Linked DNA regions of Mus musculus: region 2 is linked to region 1. A link is a contact called in public HiChIP or PLAC-seq data. All regions are on one chromosome and are shown on one strand. Each heading gives the region's core, a stretch centred on a gene start, on an enhancer-like site or on the middle of the called end of the contact. The rest is flanking DNA. Distances are from core to core; before and after follow the strand shown. Region 1 has its middle 180 kb from the start of Gm46962. Region 2 overlaps Gm30211 (a long non-coding RNA gene).

What was found. HiChIP or PLAC-seq counts read pairs in DNA pulled down with a chosen protein or histone mark.
Region 2: a contact with region 1 is called in an H3K27ac HiChIP or PLAC-seq map of large pre-B cells, with 2.5 times the contacts expected there. The contact joins two enhancer-like sites.

The regions. Positions count from the first base shown.
Region 1 is chr6:70,039,541-70,042,607 of GRCm38.p6, forward strand. It overlaps Igk. Among named protein-coding and RNA genes, the nearest start is that of Gm46962, 180 kb to the right of the region's middle. Within about 2 kb of position 1,596, at least 14 of the 459 cell types and tissues checked have an H3K27ac peak or open chromatin away from gene starts, as enhancers often do.
Region 2 is chr6:70,742,815-70,745,892 of GRCm38.p6, forward strand. It overlaps Gm30211 (a long non-coding RNA gene), which reads left to right. Exons shown (of 7, transcript XR_001785278.2): 5 at 195-259. Among named protein-coding and RNA genes, the nearest start is that of Gm30211, 15 kb to the left of the region's middle. Within about 2 kb of position 1,272, at least 39 of the 459 cell types and tissues checked have an H3K27ac peak or open chromatin away from gene starts, as enhancers often do.

The DNA.
Region 1 (3,067 bases), core at 346-2,845:
TCTTCATAAAGAGGCTCATAAAGAAATGGACAGTGTCTGCGAAACAAGCCTCACATGATCACGGCTGTGTACTCTTGGGCCTCTAGAGTTAATGTGCCTGCAATGATAGAACCAATAGAAAAATAAAAGGAGCTGGGCGTGGTGTCATGTAATCCTGCACTATGAAAGAAGGGGCGGGTGTGTTTTAAGTTCAGAATCATGGGGCACTAGATAGTGATATCCAGAGAGATTATATCATTTATTTACAAGAGAAGACAGTAAAACCTGAATGTAAACAAGAGAAAAAGAACAGCTAATAGGCCAAAGGCCACGGACGAGCATCTATAATGGACACAGAGATACAGATCAAGTAAGTCAGCTGCAGGAGGCTGGCCTGTGTGGTCCACTGAAGAACTTTTGAAATTTCAAGAAAATAAAAATGGAAATGTGACATTATGGTAAAAATTTTAATTTGTATCTACAGGACAAAAACAACGTTCAACATTCAAGGCTCTGATTACATTTGAGTGATTAAGTAAAGTTTCCTGTAAGTTTAAAATTATTATCTACTCCCTATATTGAACACATACACAAATGCTTGAGACTGAGATATTTAGGAAGGAAATAAATTGAAAGTGTATAAAGCATATATAGTGGGGCAATCATATCAGTTTCAGAAATCTGTTTCACAGCTTCACTCTTGCAAACAAGATTTCTAAAATCACAGGGTTGATATGTGTGGGAAAAGACACTGCTCAGAAATTTAGTTTAAGTGAGTAACTACCACAGGAGGTTTTTGGTTAGCTCTAGAACACTAAGGGAGGAAAATCCCATCTCTGATAACAGTATAGGTTGCATCATCATCAGCCTCCACAGGATGGACAGTGAGAGTGAGATCTGTCACAGGCCCACTGCCATTGAACCCGGTAGGGACCCCAGATGGGAGGTTGGATGCTAAATAGATGGAGAGTTTGGTTTCTGTTGATACCAGTGTATATATATAACTGTCACTAGTTGAACTGACACTTGGACTGGCCATGAAAGAGATGGTGGTCCTCTGCCCTATCGACACAAAGAAGCCAGAGACTGGGTCAATGCAATGTCACCAGTTGATCCTGCAATGATAAGCACACATTGCTGTCACCGATATACAAAAAGCATTCTAGTATAGAGTCACTCTATGTGGTGTATAAAACAGTAGTCATGAGCTACATTCTGAGAAGCTGTAACATAAATAAGAATCTTAAAACCAATTGACTGTTATAATTTCAATGATCAGGACACTGAGGCATGGAAAACAGCAAGGAACACAATGGATGCTCCCAACACTACACACTCTCACCTGGAACCCAGACCAGCAGTACCCACAACAGGAGAGCAGACCCTCTCTGAGAGCTGTACTAGTGGCTGGCTCTTGGATATTGGCAAGCTGCCTTTAAAGATGGACTAAGCAATCTAAAGTGTAGTTGATGTCTTAATATGCAAATAAACTCAGCAAAGCTTGACTTGGTGATCAAAGAACACCTGCACTTGAGTCATCCTGTGGCCGTTAGGATTAGCAAAGATTTCCCTAGAGTGTTTCAAGTGTATGCCAAGTGATGTTGTGGCTGGCCCCAGGGAACCATCATGTCCTGTTATTCTGAGCTTCTGTGGGGAACGTGAGCTGTCATTGCTCTACTGTAAAGGATGTGAGCTCCAGAAGCACCATTATCTCTCAGAGTTAAGGTTTTTAAAAATGTCTTTATTTTCACTTTAGGGATATGTGTGTTTGGCCTACATGTATGTCTGTGCACTACATTTGTACCTATTGCTGTTGGATTTCAGAAAGGGGAATTGGTTACCTTAGAAGTGGAGTTACATCTTGGGAAGATTATATGCCCCAGTACAGGAGAATGCCAGTTCCAGGAAGCAGGAGTGAGTGGGTTGGGGAGCGGGTGGGGGTGGGGGGAGGGTATAGGGGACTTTCGGGATAATGTTTGAAATGTGAATGAAGAAAATATCTAATAAAAAATAAATTAAAAAACAAAAGAAGTGGAGTTACAGATGGTCATGAACTGGCATATAAATCCAGGGAACTGAATTCATATCTTCTGCAAGAACAGAAAGGGGTCTTAAACACTGAGCTGTCTCTCTGGTTCCCAACTGCTTTTTTAAATCTCAGAATATCATACTTGTCATTGCAACATTTGTCGCTAAAAGAAAACAAACTTGTTTATTTATTAGCATAGAGGAAAAAAAAGAATGTATCATGATTACATCAAAGAGGGCAGTTGGTTCAAGTAAAAGGCTTTAATATAAATTTAATTAGGAGCAGAAGTTGACTTTGCCTTTCTTGGTGTCAAAGATAGAAGCCAAGTATTCTGCCACTTTTCAGTAGAAGCTGTCAGGAGGGATGTAGATCCCTCCAACTATGCCCTATATTCTTTGTTATAGTCAGAAAAGACCCAACTACTCCTGGTCCCTTCAGGGATTTTATCACGAGCTTGCATGAATTTTCTGCACAAGCAGAGACCATGATATGGTTGCTACATCTTAATGGTTGTCTCATATTATTGTTCCTCCTATGGGGCTGCAAACTTCTTCAGCTCCTTCAGTCTTTTCTGTAGCTCCACCATTGGGGACCCTGTGCTCAGTCCAATGGTTGGCTATGAGTGTCCACCTCTGTATTTGTCAGGTACTGGCAGACCCTCTCAGGAGACAGCTATATCAGGCTCCTGTCAGCAAGCACTTGTTGCCATCTACAATAGTGTCTGGGTTTCATGACTGTATATAGGATGGATGCCCAATTGGGGCAATCTCTGGATGGTATTTCCTACAATCTCTGGTCCACGTTATATCTTCACATTTCCTCCTGATTGTATTTCCCAGAATCACTGCCAAGAATATCTGCTTTAAATAAGTCCATAATCACGTTCTTAATCAGGATATGAACACAATTGGTTAGTGTATTGGTTACACAAGACCACACAATGTTTCCCTCTGAAAACATTAAGCTCTTTAATTCATATGAGATGTAAGGACTGAAAGGTAACATCTTTTGACACAAAATTAAATCTACCATTAGGATGGAGGGAGGTTTCTCAGTCTC
Region 2 (3,078 bases), core at 22-2,521, 700 kb after region 1:
TTTCTGAAATGTATCGGCATACTCCATGCATAGCCCCTGGATCAGCCACAAAATCGCAACTTGATGTGCAGCTCTGTGCACTCAGAGCACTTGTTTCTCCCTTGGACTTGGAACACTGTACATTATTCTCATTCCTGGCTGACTTGGTCTCTCTGTCATTACAGCTCATATCTGTGGTCTTAACTTTTTCCTAGACTGATCAGCTGTGCTGGCTCTCCACAGTCTCCATCGTTGTGAGGATCCATCTGCTCTCCCTGGGGTAGGTTTGATCCAAATCCATCAATTGTTCATTTCCTAACAATCTGTGCTGTGATTGTTTCATCTGTATTCATTGGGTCTCATGAAAACAAATCTAGCGTGGGTTGAAGTAGTGAAGATCTCACCGGCACACCCAAGGCCTTGAACTTGATCACCCCAATAACAACAACAAACAAATAATAAAATTGCTTAGTTGAGATGCGAGGGCTCATCTTAAACATTTTCTAGACCCATAGTTAATCCATGAGCTGGTGCTCACAGCAGAGGAAACAGAGCCAAGGGTTTGACCCAGAGTGATCATTTTCTTGATGCTCAGCCAGACACTTGAGTAGTACTATGACTTCGCTCATTTAATTTCCACCTGGTATTGTTAGTAGAGCCTGGCCCTCAATGTATTCTTATTAAATGAATAATGATACCCTTTTCTTGGAGTAGTAGTAGAAATTAGTAAATTTTAATAAATACCAATGCTTGACAGTATAATCTCTCAAGATGTTGAGCTCCGAAGAAGAAGAACATTTACTGTTTAAGCAAAAAAGTATGAACAGTTGTCATGGAAAGGCCTGTCCCAAATTTTAAATTGAATCATCTCCAATTTTCTGTGATTCAAAATGTACACAAGAGTCCTTGATCAAGCTTCTGGGTGTATCTGATCGTTTTAGAATGACTGTGAACAGGCTAAACATCATATCAAAATGGTGAGACAAGACATTTTAAATATCAAAAGCCATCGTTAGCCCCAGCTGTCCTTGCCAGAACAGCATGACTGGGAGAATCAAACAAGATGAAGAGAATTCTAAAACAGTCCTAATCAGAAGCACAGGCACAGGGAATCAAAGGCAGAAGGAAGCTTGACACCACCAAGATCAAGTCCTGTTACAAACGGAGAAACTAGAGAAGCCAAATGAGAAACGAAAGGTCTCATAGAAGCCAGGGAAATGCCACAGAGAAGGGACAGATCACCATTTCGTTAATCTGAACATGAGGTAATGAAGTCAGGGGGGTTTCCACTGTGCCACATCACACAGAACAAAGTTTCTATTTTAAGAGTCCAGCCCTGCACCTGTGCAGTGCAGATGGACTTGGCAAAAGAAGAAATGAAACAGATTTTTCTCACTGCCCAGCTGGCCTGAAGGTGCAGGGCACAGGCTAGATGAGCAACCGTGAAGGGGCCAAGTGTCGCAGCATGGAGACCATCCAGATGTGGAGACATTTGCCCTAAGATTCCCAGTTTTTCTCTACCCTAGCTTGAGCCCCAACACCAAGGGAGAAAACACGGCAGAGTCAGAGGAAAGAATCGTTGCTATCCTGGCTTGTATGTAGTCCCACTGTCTGCTGCTTAAGCAAAAAGAATGGGAAATTAAATTAAAGAGGGAACAGCACTGCCATTGGCCATAAGTAAGGGCCTAGGGTTCCATGCTGTCTGCTCCACAGCCCAGGGAAAGGAAACAGGCCTCGGAATGATTTGTCAATAAAGGCAGGAAATATCTCATCATGTCTTCAGTATACTAACAAAACTGCAGTGGGAAAATGACAAGCTGTAAAGCTAGCGAACCTGATTATGACCCTAGCTCCTTCTCAACCTGGTTGGTTGGCCTTGACTAAACTGCTAACATTACCTAGACTTCATCTCCCCACTTGTAACTTTTTAATATCTAACAAACCACACTTCTGGGTGTGATTATCACTGTACTGACAACAGCTCCTAGGGAAGGATCAAAGGAAGGTAAATTGTTTTGCTATTTTTTATATTGTTCACTTGTCTGCATACACATGCATTCATGTGTACACACACATATGCACAAACACACACACACGCACACACACATGCACCGAGAGAGACATACACACATCCCTGAGTGTACCATAGCATACATATGAAGGTAAAAGGGCTTTGGGGAGGAATTAGTTCTCTTCTTCTACCATGTAAGTTCTAGGGCTTGGATTCAGGTTGTCAGACTTGGTAGCAAGTGCCTTCACCCACTAAGCCATTTTCCAGGCCTGTATTCTTAGTGTTATCAATACATGTGAACACTGCTGAACAAACTCCAAAGCTCAGACTAGAGGCTCCACTCTTCTGTGTCTTTACACCAGAACATGAGCCATAATTCCATCTGTAGCATCTTACTAGTTATGCAAAAGGCCAGGTTGTACTACCTTCCTTCTTCTGAGGATCTGCCATTCAAATTGAAAGACTTATCAAAGTTTAGCTTAAACCATGCCATTAGATCATCTTTCTCTAGTAAAACCTGATAATTTAAGACTTACTGTGTACAGTTTTTAAATATCTTCAAAGTCAATTTCTTTAGCAAAGAAAGAAAAAAGGAAAGAAAGAAAGAGAGAGAGAGAGAGAGAGAGAGAGAGAGAGAGAGAGAGAGAGAGAGAAAGAGAGAGAGAGAGGGAGGGAGGGAGGGAGGGAGGGAGGGAGGGAGGAAGGAAGGAAGGAAGGAAGGAAGGAAGGAAGGAAGGAAGGAAGGAAGGAAGGAAATCAAGAGGCTGGGGAGAGGGCTCAGTGAGTAAAACACTTGCTGGGCAAGCATGAGGGACTGAGTTCAAATCCCCAGGACCCCACATAAAAAATATGAAATTTAAAAATTCCAATCCCAGGGCCAGAGGGTGGCTCTGAGCCTGAAAGCACTGCTGCTCCTGCAGAGGAGCCAGAACCCACATCTGGTGGATCACAATTACCTGTAACTTTCTACAGGATCTGACTCCCTCTTGGGGCCTCTACAGGAATTCACACACGTGGCATAAACATACAAACAGATACACACATATACACATAACTGTTTTTCATCTCAATCCAGAGCTTGGATTATA